Linked DNA regions of Gadus morhua: region 2 is linked to region 1. The links are chromatin contacts, called in public Hi-C maps. All regions are on one chromosome and are shown on one strand. Each heading gives the region's core, a stretch centred on a gene start, on an enhancer-like site or on the middle of the called end of the contact. The rest is flanking DNA. Distances are from core to core; before and after follow the strand shown. Region 1 holds the start of gramd2aa (GRAM domain containing 2Aa). Region 2 holds the start of trip4 (thyroid hormone receptor interactor 4).

Region 1 (6,984 bases), core at 1,477-3,976:
ATTGTCTTCAAAACTTTTGCCATAGTTTACATCAGAACATCCCTACAGAGTACACTGTTATAGTGACAACATGACTAAGCAATTTGACTGTCTTATCCGTAGACAATGACACAAGGACTTGTCATTCTGATGGCACTGACATGTTCATTGAAACAGATATTTACTTTTGAGAGATGAACTAAGGATTTTGAGCAAGAGACTGGCTTTTGCAGGTAATCCATGGTGTTTTGCTATTTGAACGCATTGTTTTGAGAAATGCACCTACTGCTTTGCAAATTTCAATTCTGATCTGAGAAATGTACCAAAGCGACTGAGGAAAAACTGTAATGTCGCAACCAAGTTGATAGGTGCCAAGGGGAATAATTAAGCGGCCCCTCCCCAAGTGGCACAGCCCAGGTGGGCCTTGAATTGCAATTGGATAGAAAGCTAAAGACGTATCAGCTATGACGACATTGAGCTCTATACGCTATAACAAATAAATGGGAGTAGGCAATAGAGAAGACGAAAATGGGCAGGTTTCAGAAAAGGTAGCATGATTTATCAGTACAAATGTCGCATAGTAGCATAGCCACAGAATGTTTATATTTCTGCAGCCAAAGAACTGAGTCAGCCCAGTGATGCTGATGAGACAGGGCTAGGAGTTGGCAGAGAAAACACAGCTACAGGTGTGCACAGCACAATGCTATTAGTGCAACAAAGGATAGGATGCAGTTACTATGGGGAGGGTTGTAACATTGCAGGAAATTACAGGACAAATTTTATGATTGCAACATATGGAGTAATATTGGAAAATATATGCTATAATATGTAGGCCTCAGATTCCACTTCCATTTTTTCTGAAACTAGAATGGGTTCTTTAGTTGATTTTTCACTTGTGTGTCAATTGTTTGTCATTGGTTTGTAGACACGACAGCTGTGTCAAGTAGCCTACAGGGTTTCATTGTTCAGTGGCTCGTACAAAGTAAAGCACCCCCGTCCGCTCCACCCAATTTGGGTGGGCCTGTCTGCATCATGTAACTCCCGGGCTGAAAGGGAGGTCCACTCCGGCCCTGTTTGTGACTACTCGTGCGAGCAAACTCAGGCGACCACGCGAACAGGAGACAAAATTCGCTTTTGGTGTGAACGCACGGTTAGGCCTACTGATTGCTGTACACGGAAATAGATTGGTGTAAAGAGAGATGGCAAACATTGCAACAATGTCAGAATAACATTTTCAGAAAGAACGAATGCGAAGTCAAGAGAGAATGAGACTGAGACCAAATATATCAATATATACCGATGAATGCACTATATGCGGCACATTTACTTTTAACATTATGACTTTTGATGTAGCAGAATTTAATCAGTCTTTAATTTATTAAATGTAATAAAACATTGATTCGTCTGTAGCCTATAATCGACTGTATTTGACTGTATGCAAGAGCAGTCGACCTACAGTGATTTCCATATGTTGACCAAAATGGACAATTTGGCCTATTTGAAAATGTTAATTCTAATCTATTAATTTCACCAGTGCTCTTCAAATTAGAATTAAAAAGGACGTAGCTGGTAGGCTATTCTTTTTGGCAGTCACTGCGTGGCTTTATGATAAAGGTAGAGCAAACCAAATTCCAAATCAACATGAATATCCTACAAATAACTCATAGACACGACGAATAGCCTACTGGAACAAAAATTAACTCTCATTATAGCTACTACGAGTGTGCTTCCCAGAAGCGTTGATTTATTTTCCAATGTAAAGATGTCCTTTGGTAATTTATGCCATGCTATTTTTCCCTTATATTGTCTCATGTCTTTTATTCTGATCCTGCAAAACATGCAATACTAACGTGAGCCATGTTCTACTCGACATGTCCATCATAATATTAATTCGGGCACCTGACAAACGGTGAGTGGCCGGATGCGGCAAGGCGATGACAACTGTACTGACCTGACTCTATCGGCGGTTATCCTCTGGCTGCAGTGACCATGGGGGTGGCGGTGATGCATGTAGTATCTGTCCCGACCAGGGGCCTGGTCGGATGGCAGGCCCTGGGGGCTAGCTGCGTAGATAGTGCATCCCATGTACACCTTCTGGAAAACTGTCCCCCGGTTCAACCTCTTCTTCCGAATGCGAGCGGAAGGTGGTACACGAATAAACGATGGCTTCCTGCAGGATCCTTCCACCAATCTCACCGCCCTGATGCCAACCAGCTGTCCTTTGGAAAAACCATTGGCTCAGCACATTGCTGTCGGTAGCCGGCTGCCCAGCCCACAGCCACTCTCTATCCCCCCCTTCCGTGGATCTGTGGTCCAGCCCTTCCCCTCCCGACCAGAGGTTTATCACATTTAAGATGTACTCGGGATTATCATCCCTAACAAATCATCATCGCCCTATTTCACAACTGCAGCATTATTTAAATGCATCCGTACACAGAATCTGATGATGGAAGATTTGAGTGCAAAAACAGTATCATGGAAGGAGGCTTACACATCGAGGCTTGCTGATACACCTCGATATATCACAGGTATGACAAACGGCATAAAATAAACCATTACGTGTCTATTCCTCAACAATGCTTTCAGATTTTCTACACAATCGTAATAGTCTACTGCGTCGTGTGACGTCTAGTCTGCTACCTGAAGTGAAAAAATATTTACCTACCCTACTACATATTTAAATGGATCCGTAGGCGAGAAAGGAGATGGAGTTTATCGACCTCGAAAATATTAGTGTTTTTGTTTGACACATTGTTCATGCTAACGTTGACGCGCGCACACAGTGCCTATTTTAAGGTAGACTACTGCTCTCTTGTGGCCAAATGGCCAAATTACACTCGGAGCGTCGGACCCCATAACCAAGTTGTACATACAATATTGAAATAATACAATTATTTCACAAACATTGAAACATAGTCACTGCAGTTTGTATTGGTTCTGTTAATCCCTTTAAGCATGCTCACAAGGACAGACTATCTCATAAAAAGATTTATTTTTTTTTCAGCCCAAATTTACAAAGGCAAGTTACAGAGTATTGTATAAAAGAAGAACCATGGTAATGTACACTTTACACAAACTCCTGACATGGGGGGTGGGGGGTGGGGGGGGGTTCTGAATTTTGTCACATGGAAAGAAATTAACACATTGTAAACATCCTTGCAAGTACCGGTTGAGTGACAGGTACTCTGAGGTTTAGAGTGACAGTAGGTGGGTCAGGTAGGACAAACAAGCAGTTGTCTCTGTTTTTCACAGGAGAGGGTTCAGCTAGGCACCAATTGAGACAACCGCCTGCCAATAAATATGCTCTTCACCAAAGCAAAAAGAAAAAAAAGAAATACACTCCTGCAAAATACAGAGCCAAGCACTTTCCATTAGGATGATAGCAAACATAACTGTTTCTGGCTTTTCATACATTTTAAGTATATATGATTCTTCACTGTGTTTTGTTTTAACTACCGAGATAACATTACTACTCTCAGAGAGAGAACAAATGCACTTTTCACAACCATTGTCTGATAAAACTATAGGTATGCAGCTTTCTGGTACTAAACCCCACTGACTTTAAAGACAACATCACAGCTGCCTAGATTATCCTACCAGATTAAGTACAAAGACAGTCACATTCTTCCGATTCATATCACACCAACGTTCTGCTTTGCAATGCACACACTTCAGAGGCTGTGGCTGACCCCTGCAGAGTGACAATGTCCTGGAACCCTTTGAATTCAGATTGGTGCTTCCTGCATGAGAGTGGTGCCCCGGACACCTTATGGGGGCGATGTGACTTCAGAGGGTATCAAAGTGGAGACGAGTTGGTGGCTTGACATAAATCTCGGATCACGTCAACCATGAAACTATCATATATGCAAGCTAGAAACGTACCCCCACCCCCCCCAAAAAAAAAGAACACATTTAGGAGCAAGGAGAGGTTGAGAGAATAAAACTTGCTGACCACGTGACCACTCTTTACTGATAATTCGGATGCCTCAAACAAACAGAATTCCGTCAACAGATCATAAAAAAAAAAGGAAATGAATGTTGCCGGGCCCATCATACCTGCATTTTTCACAACATAGAAATCACGACTAACTAATGCATGTGCCATTTCCAATTCCCATGAACATGCCTACAACTAAGACATAAAATCCATGTGAATGGCACGTGAATCAGATGTTACATGAAACCCCCAGAGGATTACAGGGAGTAAAGTGAATCGTAATGTTCACAGAGCCTACAATCTTGTTCTTTCTAGGCCCCAATTGAAAAATGCATTTGTTGCTTGGTGTGCAAAATTTGTTGAATGGCTTATGTGGGACTTATTTTAAGGGGTAAAAGTATTTTAAGGGGTTGACATCAACAGGCTGTCCATTTGACATAGTCTGTTCCAAGCTAATCTTTATGCTGTCTATTTTTATTTCTATCTATTTTAAATTGGTTCCTTCTTCGCCTAAGAGGCTTATATTGGTATTAGCAGCTGTTGGGTGTCTGACATCACACCTTAAAGTGAAGCTTCATGTAGCATCAGTGTTTCTTACAATGCATTGATAATGTTTGAATGAAGCCTAACTATCCAAGTGAGTAGCAATGAGCGTTAGTAAAGAAAGAACTAATTATGTGGCCATTTCAATGTGAGGGAAAGATAAACACACACATCTAGGAAAGCAACAATGTTTAAGAAAAAAACAATAATTAATAGTGTTTATTCTCCAATGAGGTGTTTGCGGCCTTTCTGCAAGACATGACATCATCCCTGAAACACAGCGGCAGGGGGGGGGGGGGGATTAATCAATAACAATGGAATGGAAACTTCAATCTCAGGCTCTCGAGTCTCTGCAGAAAGTATTCCCTCTTCCCGTCTAATATAGCCAACACATCTGTCAAGTTAAGGATATACTGTTGTTTCTCGACATATAGTTCAATCATTTCAACATGATTCACTTTATTTTGTCATTTGTTTATTGAGTTCGACTCCCCTTTCCTCTCAGCCAACCCCCCAGAAAAGAATCCCTTGCCAATTTCATTATGCGCATGACAAAACAACAACAATGCAGTCAAAACAACAATAATAAAAAAAAATATATATCTGCTGTCAGTTCTCTTTTTGCATTGTATTTGTTGACAGTGCAAAGACTAGATTATCAGCGGGTTGATGTTTCCTCTGCACTTCGGGCAGAGAGCGATGGCTTTGAACCTGGGTTATATCAGTCCTACTACTGTCCGAGGTTTGGAGAAGTCGGGGGGGTCTCATCCTCTTGTGTGGGGGGCGCGCATTCACCAGAAGGTAACAGGTTGAAGGGGTTGCAGGAGGCGGCGAGTGGGGGGGGGCAACATTCTGTCAGGCATTGGGACAGAAGAACAAAAAATCTAGACAGGAACACCATTCAACTGATGTCCAAAAGGGAACCCCCCGGGCGAGCCTCTTCCCATGTGATCCAGTCACATGAATCTCTGCAGGGTGGAGCTGTGTCGGTCAGGTTTACCTGTCGGCATGGAGAGAAGGAGACAGCAATTGAATGCACTGTTTAGTAAAATCTAAAACATAGGCAAATATGAAATAAAAAAAATGGATAAACATATTGTAGGCATGGATCACTCTGTTCATCGATGGGAAACCCCGCCAACCCCTCAATTATAGTCAACAAGCTGTGGTATGTTGCACGAGCCGCCACTAGAGGTGGATGTAGCTCCTGGTAGCTGGGATTGGCAGCCGGTTCCATTTCCCCTGTGCGTCTCTCTATTATCAACGCAGTGATCCACTTGTCCTCAGAAGACCTGCTTAGAACAGATGAGCCGAGTGGCTAAGTGCTGCACTGCACATGGTGTTTGCTTGATGCGTCGCAGTGAGGGCTTTGTTTGGCTAAGCCTCTTTACAGGTTACGACTAACAAAAATCTACAACTACCACTCTATCAGGATAGAGTATCAGAGGCATTTGACTTTGGTTCAAATTCAATTAAAAACTAACAGGCAGGGAAAAGCATTCCCCTGTGTCAGGGGGCGGGACAAAAAATGGTCTGCTCAATAACGCTGCTCAGATTTATACGCCTCGGTGCTCTGTAATGGACTTCCCTTGCAGCATTGTTTATGCACGTGACTGTCTGCTTTGTGCCCTCCTCTTGTTTGGCCGTTTAGCTGACGGCACTCTTGTCCATCTCAGTAGTTTCATCTTATCGTCCACATCAGTCTCTGAGGCGGTGTCACCATTTTTCTTAGACGGGCAGTTATACATTCCTTTGCAAAAAGCCCCATCATCATGCACTGTTTAAAAGGATCTTCTTGTGCAATACATAAAACAATGTCCCATTCGATGTGCACAATATAACAAAAAGATCTGTATGCATAGAATGGTTATCCTATAATAAATGAGCATAGACACTTTGGGCCAACAAACGTCAGAACATAATTCCATGTAGGCGATCCAACATCTAAGCAGGTGTAGCACTCACCGGTGGCGTAAGACAGGTCATATTGTCCCGAGAGAAGCGGGTAGGCCAGGTGGTGGTGGGAGGGCATGATGCGTTGGGAGGGCGAGGAGCGCGGGCGATCTGCGTCTCTCTCCCGCTCTGTCCCCATCCCTCGCTCCTGATCCCGCTCCCCCCTCTCGTGGGAGGCTTTGTCGCCCACCGTGGGCGACTTGCTCTTGTACTGGCTGGCATGCTGATGCAGGATGTCCAGGGCTTTAGAGTCCGTGGCTGACTTGGTGACGGTGGGGCTGGCACGCAACTTGTCGCCGCCCTCCTCGCCTCCCGCTATTTTGACCCCATATGGGGAAAACGGGTAACCTGCAGGTATGTAAGAACCTGGCAATGGAAATAATTATAATTAATCATTACAAACATATCAAATAAAATAATTGAAAACAAGCTGTAGAGTTGTAGAGATTGTTTTTCTTATTGTATTTTCAATACCTGGGTAATTCTGCATCATGACGGGTGGAATGCCCCGGTACCCTGGGTGACTGGGGTCGTAGCCCTGCCCGTACGGGTAGCCATGCATGTAAGGCATG
Region 2 (6,984 bases), core at 2,662-5,161, 170 kb after region 1:
TGTTTCAGTGGAAATATCGCTTGTGAAAGCTTATCATAATGATGAAAGTAAATACAAATTGTGGAGGGTCAAGTGCATCAATTTGGTTGGTTTGCATTAAAACATCTCTTTAAAAGGCCTCCAGGTGTGTCTAGGTGGACACACCCACTTGTGATGTCACTATGAAAACCATTCCTTCCCTGTGCCAAACGGCGTGTACCAGCTAATCACACCCACACCTGGAGCCATGACATGAGCCCTTTAAGCAAAGGCAATACGAAGCATTGGTGGATGTATTTAGAAAAGTAAGGACTTTTTTCCCAAATGTCTTCCACGGTTCAAAAACATTTTAAAGTAAATGCAACAGATAATGAATCCAACCCTGTAACCAAGGTGACTGGACACTCACTCGGGGAGCCGCCTGTACAATGTTAGGGTTGACCAACCCTCCGAGGGGCTGCTGCCCGCCGTGGTCCCCAGAGCGCCGTGGGGACTTCAAGAAAGAGTCAGTGCTTATTGCCTTTACAGCCTCATCCAGCCTGCAATCATTACACTTTGTCAGAGGAGAGTCTACCTGTCTTTCTTAATAATTGTATTTGTCCAGAAAAGCAGATAAATAATATAAATAAATCATGATCACAAAATCAAAAGAAAGATGGATGTCTATACTCACTTATTGTAGTACTGGCCAAAGTTCTCTCCCTCATCAAGAACTTGTCTACCAGCAAAGTCCAGGGTGATCTTCCTGTCTTTTCGCGAAGCATGGCGCAGTTCCCGTAGCTCCTCGTCCTGCTTCCTCAGCTTCTCCCGTTCACTTGGTGACAACCACTGGTTGGAATCGGTGGCAAAGTAGTCCGACTCATCGTCCAGGACCTGGGTTCTCCTCACACTGTAAACACATGAAAAACACATCAAGACCATGATGATGAACGAATGAACATAAACAATTTGATTCTTTGTAAAAGGTTTAACACCACCGTATCTTTACGATCCCCAACATGTTGTTTTAAATGTATGACAAAGGCATTGTAGCCAAGCCATTCTTCTGATTCTATAACCCCCACAATTGTTGCTATTACAGAAGAAAAATGGTGGTGATATTAATAGCACTATGGATTCCATAATACCTGTTCTTATCATACTCCAGAAGTTTGTCTTTATGTTGGAGCGCCTTTTCTAAGCCTGCGTTCATCCGAGCTTCCTGGTGTGGGAGATAATCTCTGTCTGAGGACTCTAAAAGACACAGCCCAGCACCATGAGACAAACATAAAGGAAAACATCAGCCCTTTAAAGTGTAATTCCGGCAAATATTTAACCCAGGGTCTTTTTCGGCATGAAAACACTTAAAATAAGCCCTCCAGACCCTTTTATCATTGATTAATGAGTATAGAGCTCCCCTGCAACAACACTGACAGCCAAAATGGATTCCAGGTTAAAAACAACAAAGTTGTTGAAGCTTTGTTTTATGTGTAGGGACCCTAGTCATGCTACTGCAGTGGTATTTTGCTATTTTGAGCAATATTTGTGGTTTAAAAAAATGCAGTTTTGAAGCGTTCGCTGTGCCCCTAGCCAATAGCATGGAGCCATTTGGGCTGTTAGCGTCGCTCCGGGCAAGCTCTATACTCATTGGTCAACCAAAAAAGTGTCAGGAGGGCTTATTTTACGTGTTTTCATGCCGAAAAGGACCCTGGGTTCAATTTTTGCTGGAATTACAATTTAAACTTTTTAGGTTTGTCCTCCTCAATTGAGCTCCTGCTTGTGTTTTCACCCACCCATGAGTTTCTTTCGCAATTTGAGGCTTTTGTTGGAGTCCCGCTGAAGAATCTCTTGCTCGTCTCTGGTGCACACCTTTATTTGTGGGTGAGTGAAGGTGTAATCAAATCAACTGTATTTAAATAAACAGAATAACATTCACAATAATACCATTACAATATAATATTGATATATCAATTTGGTGAAGTACATTTTGGGTACAAAAACAACAACAATACAATCATGTTGCTAATAAAAACCATGCATGGTGACTAGATTACTATTGTTATTACTTTTCTTTTCACTCTCTCGTTCTCCCACTAGGTTTCTCTAATTTTCTCTCTGCCTACCCCCGGGCCTCTCACTCACCAGGTTTCCACAGAAGAGACAAGGGCCTGAGCCCTCCTGCTCACACACGATGCGCCCGCAGCTGAGGCAGTTGTTGATGAGGTTGTGCTTCTGAGCAAGGCACTCGCAGCCATGGCGCCCCGGGAGCATGACGGTCAGCTTGCCCTCACCCTCTTTAGCGTAGAGATTGACAAACTTGTTCTTCTTCTTGGAGGAGGTTGTTAGGCTGCCTTCTTGGGCCTGTGGATGGAAGCAATGGCGGAGAGGAGAAGTGTCAGCAAGTGTTTGTATGTATTGAAGCTGGCAGCCTCCTTAAAACCATTTGCAGATAGATTGATATCTCTCTCCTCTGGAGCAGGCTAGATCTAATATATATACACACACACACACACACACACACACACACACACACACACACACACACACACACACACACACACACACACACACACACACACACACACACACACACACTTTGTATTTCAGTTAAGGAAAATACTTTGAATCAGATGTTGTATTTGAGTGTTGATAACTACAAAATAAGAAGAACTATTTCATTATAAAACTAGCACTTCTTAGTTATTATAGAATAGGGCCCTCAGGAACACGCCAAAACGTGACTTGGTGAATTGATGGATTAAAACGTCAGTGACTGGGTTTTACTAGTTGTACTTTCCTTGAACAGTGAACTATATAGTCCTTGCCATGTTCAAATCTCTTTCAACACATATGACTGACAGTGAAAAGGGCTTCTTAAGTAAGGATCAAAGCTACAACAACATTTTATGCGGCTATGGATGCAAACATTGTGAATGGACAATTCTTCCATTGTTGTGTCCCGTTGTTGTAATCCATTATTAATGTAGGTGAAACAATATTGTAATTTTTCAAGGAAGGATGATTTATATATGTGAGCTGTACTTACCTTTATGAGGTCAATGGGGGTCCTGACAGCCTCTGGTTCAGGTTCCGCTGGGCTCAAAGTTATGACCTCCTGCTTGTTCCGGCCCTTTCTCTTCTTTTTCTGAGAGTCTTTGGTTACGTCAAAAACATCTGGGCAAAAATAACTCGTGTCAGTACTAGTGTGTAGAACATAAAACGTGTCAGTGAATGTTAAATTGCCTTAATGTGAATAATCATTAAAACATTTAAATGTCAACGTTAGGTTAGTATTCATGGATACTACTAACCATCTCCCATTCCTGATTCCTTTGGAAGAAAATGAGCAGGGTTGTTGTCCGTGACGAGCCTCTGGGTCCTCTGCCATCGGATCAGGAGCTCATCAATAAAATGTCTCTTTCTCCCGTCTGTTCCTTGGAGCAGGTCTCCCACATATTCCTCTATCTCTTCCGCAGTCTCAATGTCTAAAATATATCTGAAAAGCACAATGATACGATTTATGGACGGTTGTAAACAATCAAAGTATTGCCAATGAGCTACACTGTATATATCAGTTCTGACAGCTAACACAATTAATCTAAAGTAGTATAAACATTTATAGTATGCAAGAAATCTTTAAATAGTGGGTAAGCTATTTACCTGACAGACAATACAGCTGTTTAAACTGAAGCGTTACCATTGCATATTTATAAAAACACGTTACTGCTGCTAACTAGCTAGCAGACAACAAGCAGCCAGCTTCTTATATTTCACTTACCGGACAATGTCGTCACATGCCTCAAGCCCGAACTTGTGGTGTAACTGGTCGACACACCAGCTAAGCAAAGCATCGGACATTTCAATAATCAGTAGAACCAAATGTAAAATATCTATATATTTCTTCACAACCGGCAAATGATACCACGTCGCAACACAAAAAGTCTTCCTGCCTAATCAGAGTAGTGATCGAAAGTTCCGCCCCGAACAGACACTCTCCCAAAATAAAACTGTAATAATAAAATTAAATATTCTGGAAAATATAAGATAATATATATGTATAGAATAAATATTAGACTTAATATTAAAACGTCCAATAAATACCTCAAATGTGCTAGTAATGTACGTTGGGGAATATGTACCTATTCCATATGGTCACTGGGTGGCAGCTCCACATTCTTAAGAAAGTTAGTTTCAGGTTTTTCTAGCATTTGCAGATATCCTGAATATGGTGAATATTGCTTTTGTCAGGCTATTGAATATAATGCTCAGTATTACTGAACAGATTTTGTTATCTCACTATTCACAGAAAATAGCGACGGTATTTTATTTTACATAATAAAAACGGAAACATTAAATGGGACATTTGTTGAAAAATGAAAAAATAAACCATACAAAGAAAGTCTTTACGAAGTTTAAAACGCATTATGTATTTGGTATTTTTAATCAGAAAAGATCTAACTTAAAATGATTATGCCTCAAGAAAATAAGTCCATAATGGGTGATGTTTCTTTAGTTAGTTAATTATTTATATGGTTATATTGTCTTTGATGAGATAATTACCATATTGGTAAAGCGATACATTCTTTATAGAGGCTATGTGAAGATATGCTCATGTGCTCACACAAACAAACACATTAATTAAATGTGCAACATATGACTCACTAAATTCAACATGAGCATTAAAAGGTTAGTACAGGACGATGGGTAATAATGGATGATGAAAACAACAACAACCAAATGTCTGCAATTCATTCTCCATACACAAAAACGTAATTGATAAGCAGTTTGTGTTCTGTATCTCTGTCTATAATACGTAACTGGATTGTGTTTTGTATTTCTGGATATAGGTAATGCAAAACTGAAATTTCATTTCGTATATATCATAGAGGATGTAGTTCTCATAGTAAATGATGCAATACAGAATTATACTTTATAGCATCATATTGTGGGCCTGGATACATGTTATACAGTTGACCCGTCTAAGACATACACTTGCTGGTAATCCATACATAATGATTATTAGACTGACTGGTATCCTACATCAAAAAAGGAAAGTTATCCATAACAATAAAAACATTTGATTGGTTTCACGATTGAATGTCTTGACCAGAAATCCCATTTTCAGAAACAGCCACTTCAGTTGAAGAACTCCTTAGAAATGGCCTCCACAAAGTTAGGCGCTGGCATGAGGAGGTCGAGGGTGCCGAGGAGGGTAAATAAATAGTAAGACGGTAGCGGTCTATGACAGACGCAGCAAACTTCCACTCGTTGCACAAAGGAAAAACCACTCGTTGCTCAGCATCTCCTCCTCGTCTTGGTCTCGGAAGCGCTTGCCGACGTAGTGCCCCCCCTTTCAGGATCTTTCCCCAAATCTTGCTCCAGGCTGCCCAGGAGGGACCTCTTGCCGACCTGGCCGGCGCCGCGTTCACAGCCCATCCCCGAGTCGGGGGGTGTGGTGGTGGTGGAGAGAGGCATGGTCTCCAGGCCCCTGAAGCCGATGTAGAGCGGGTTGCTGGTGGCCAGGTGGGAGGATGAGGAGCTGGCATTGAGGTCCACGCTGAACGGACTACTGCACGTGGTCTTGTTGTGGCGGCCCGGGTGCACCCTGGCCTCCCGGGGCGCTTCATACGCAGGAACCAGGCACACCAATTCAGCAGGACCACACAGGTCTGGGGAGGATCAGAATAAGTGTGTCTGTATGCTGATCTAAATTTGTCTGCATGCTGACCTCAATCTATGCTGAAGAGTTTACACTTTACAGCATAGAATAACCTCTAGGCTGTTAACTTGTTCTTATCATTAAGTACAAATGATTCAATTCTAAGTTTAAACTTTTCAAATTTCCACTTGCGTAATGTCACTTTCCTTCTGCAGCCAATTACTCCATTAAAAGAAAATTAATATCTGAACTACGAAATTCTCAAGTAAGTAAGTAAGTTGCTGAAGGGTGGTTGTCAGAAAGTAACTCACAAAAGACTGCCAGTAAGAACATTCATTATGTCTTATATATTTAAACATCGAATTTAATAAATGGAATAAGGGCTTTTTATTCGGTCTATTCTCTAGCATTTAGTTTCCATCACATTCATCTACCAGACATGATGGCATCTTTCTATAGCACAATAGGAGTGAACTTTACCTATTAAAGGGACTGAGTCGGAGGTGGCAGGCATGATCTCTGCCATGAGCAGCATGAAGACGGTGAGGGAGAGAGGAACCGTGATCCCTGAGAAAGATTGATCAAGAAGCAGTCATGCTCTCATAGTCCTTTGATGGCTGTTGAACTCATCACCATTGCCATGGAAACTGGTGTCGGGGAAAAGGCTTGAGCTGTTATGACTGGAGCAAATTAGTGGAACATAGACCACAGTGCTTGAAACAACACAACGCAAAGTTTCGAAATAGAAACTTCTCCTGCTCCTGATCAATCAGGAGCAGAATAATGAACATTACACATCCCTACCACAGCCCAACCTCAAGATAAAATAACAACATGCTGCTGCATACAGAAGAAACTTGTCGTTCCTGGGGATTTTGACCAATTTGTACTGTGCTACTTTGGTCTATGAATATTAATATGTCTTGTATATTTACATACAGGGCCGTAGCACCAAATCCTGGGCCCCTATACTATAGGTACTAATGGGCCCCCCTGCGCTAAGTTGTTGACGGGGGACGGGGGACGGGGGACGGGGGACGGGGGGGGGGGGGAGACGTGGCCGATAAGTAATTTATTTATTTATTTTTTTCATGGGCCCCCCCACTGCCTTTGGCCCCCCCACAAATGTCCCCTTTGTCCCCGCAGTCCATCGGCCCTATGTACATATAATATATAAATAAATAAATCAACCACTGTGCTCTATCAAGGAGGAGTAAGAGGAGAGGTTTGTTAAACGATTGCCAGTGGGGTGTACATCCTCCAAGGCCATGTTTATTATTCACCCGGCATCTGGCTGACAATGTCTCCGTGGGGTCTGTTGGATTACAAATTTGGTTTAACCTTGGGTAATGCTTCAAATTTGCTCC

Evidence for each region. Hi-C and Micro-C count contacts between places; a contact is called where the count stands out from the background.
Region 2: a contact with region 1 is called in a Hi-C map of spleen, with 5 times the contacts expected there. The contact joins the promoter of trip4 here to the promoter of gramd2aa in region 1. A contact is called at or near these places in 5 of 6 Hi-C or Micro-C datasets (blood, gill, gonad and 2 more).

The regions. Positions count from the first base shown.
Region 1 is chr14:17,731,503-17,738,486 of gadMor3.0, forward strand. gramd2aa (GRAM domain containing 2Aa) reads right to left here and starts at 2,727. Exons shown (of 13, transcript XM_030377301.1): 1 at 2,645-2,727; 2 at 1,931-2,193. The coding sequence starts at 2,064. It overlaps znf609b (zinc finger protein 609b), which reads right to left. Exons shown (of 8, transcript XM_030376382.1): 6 at 6,887-6,984; 7 at 6,425-6,778; 8 at 2,953-5,459. The coding sequence ends at 5,416.
Region 2 is chr14:17,903,412-17,910,395 of gadMor3.0, forward strand. trip4 (thyroid hormone receptor interactor 4) reads right to left here and starts at 3,912. Exons shown (of 14, transcript XM_030377102.1): 1 at 3,737-3,912; 2 at 3,270-3,454; 3 at 3,005-3,132; 4 at 2,101-2,319; 5 at 1,752-1,827; 6 at 1,107-1,212; 7 at 653-868; 8 at 389-518. The coding sequence starts at 3,816. It also overlaps the pseudogene LOC115558939.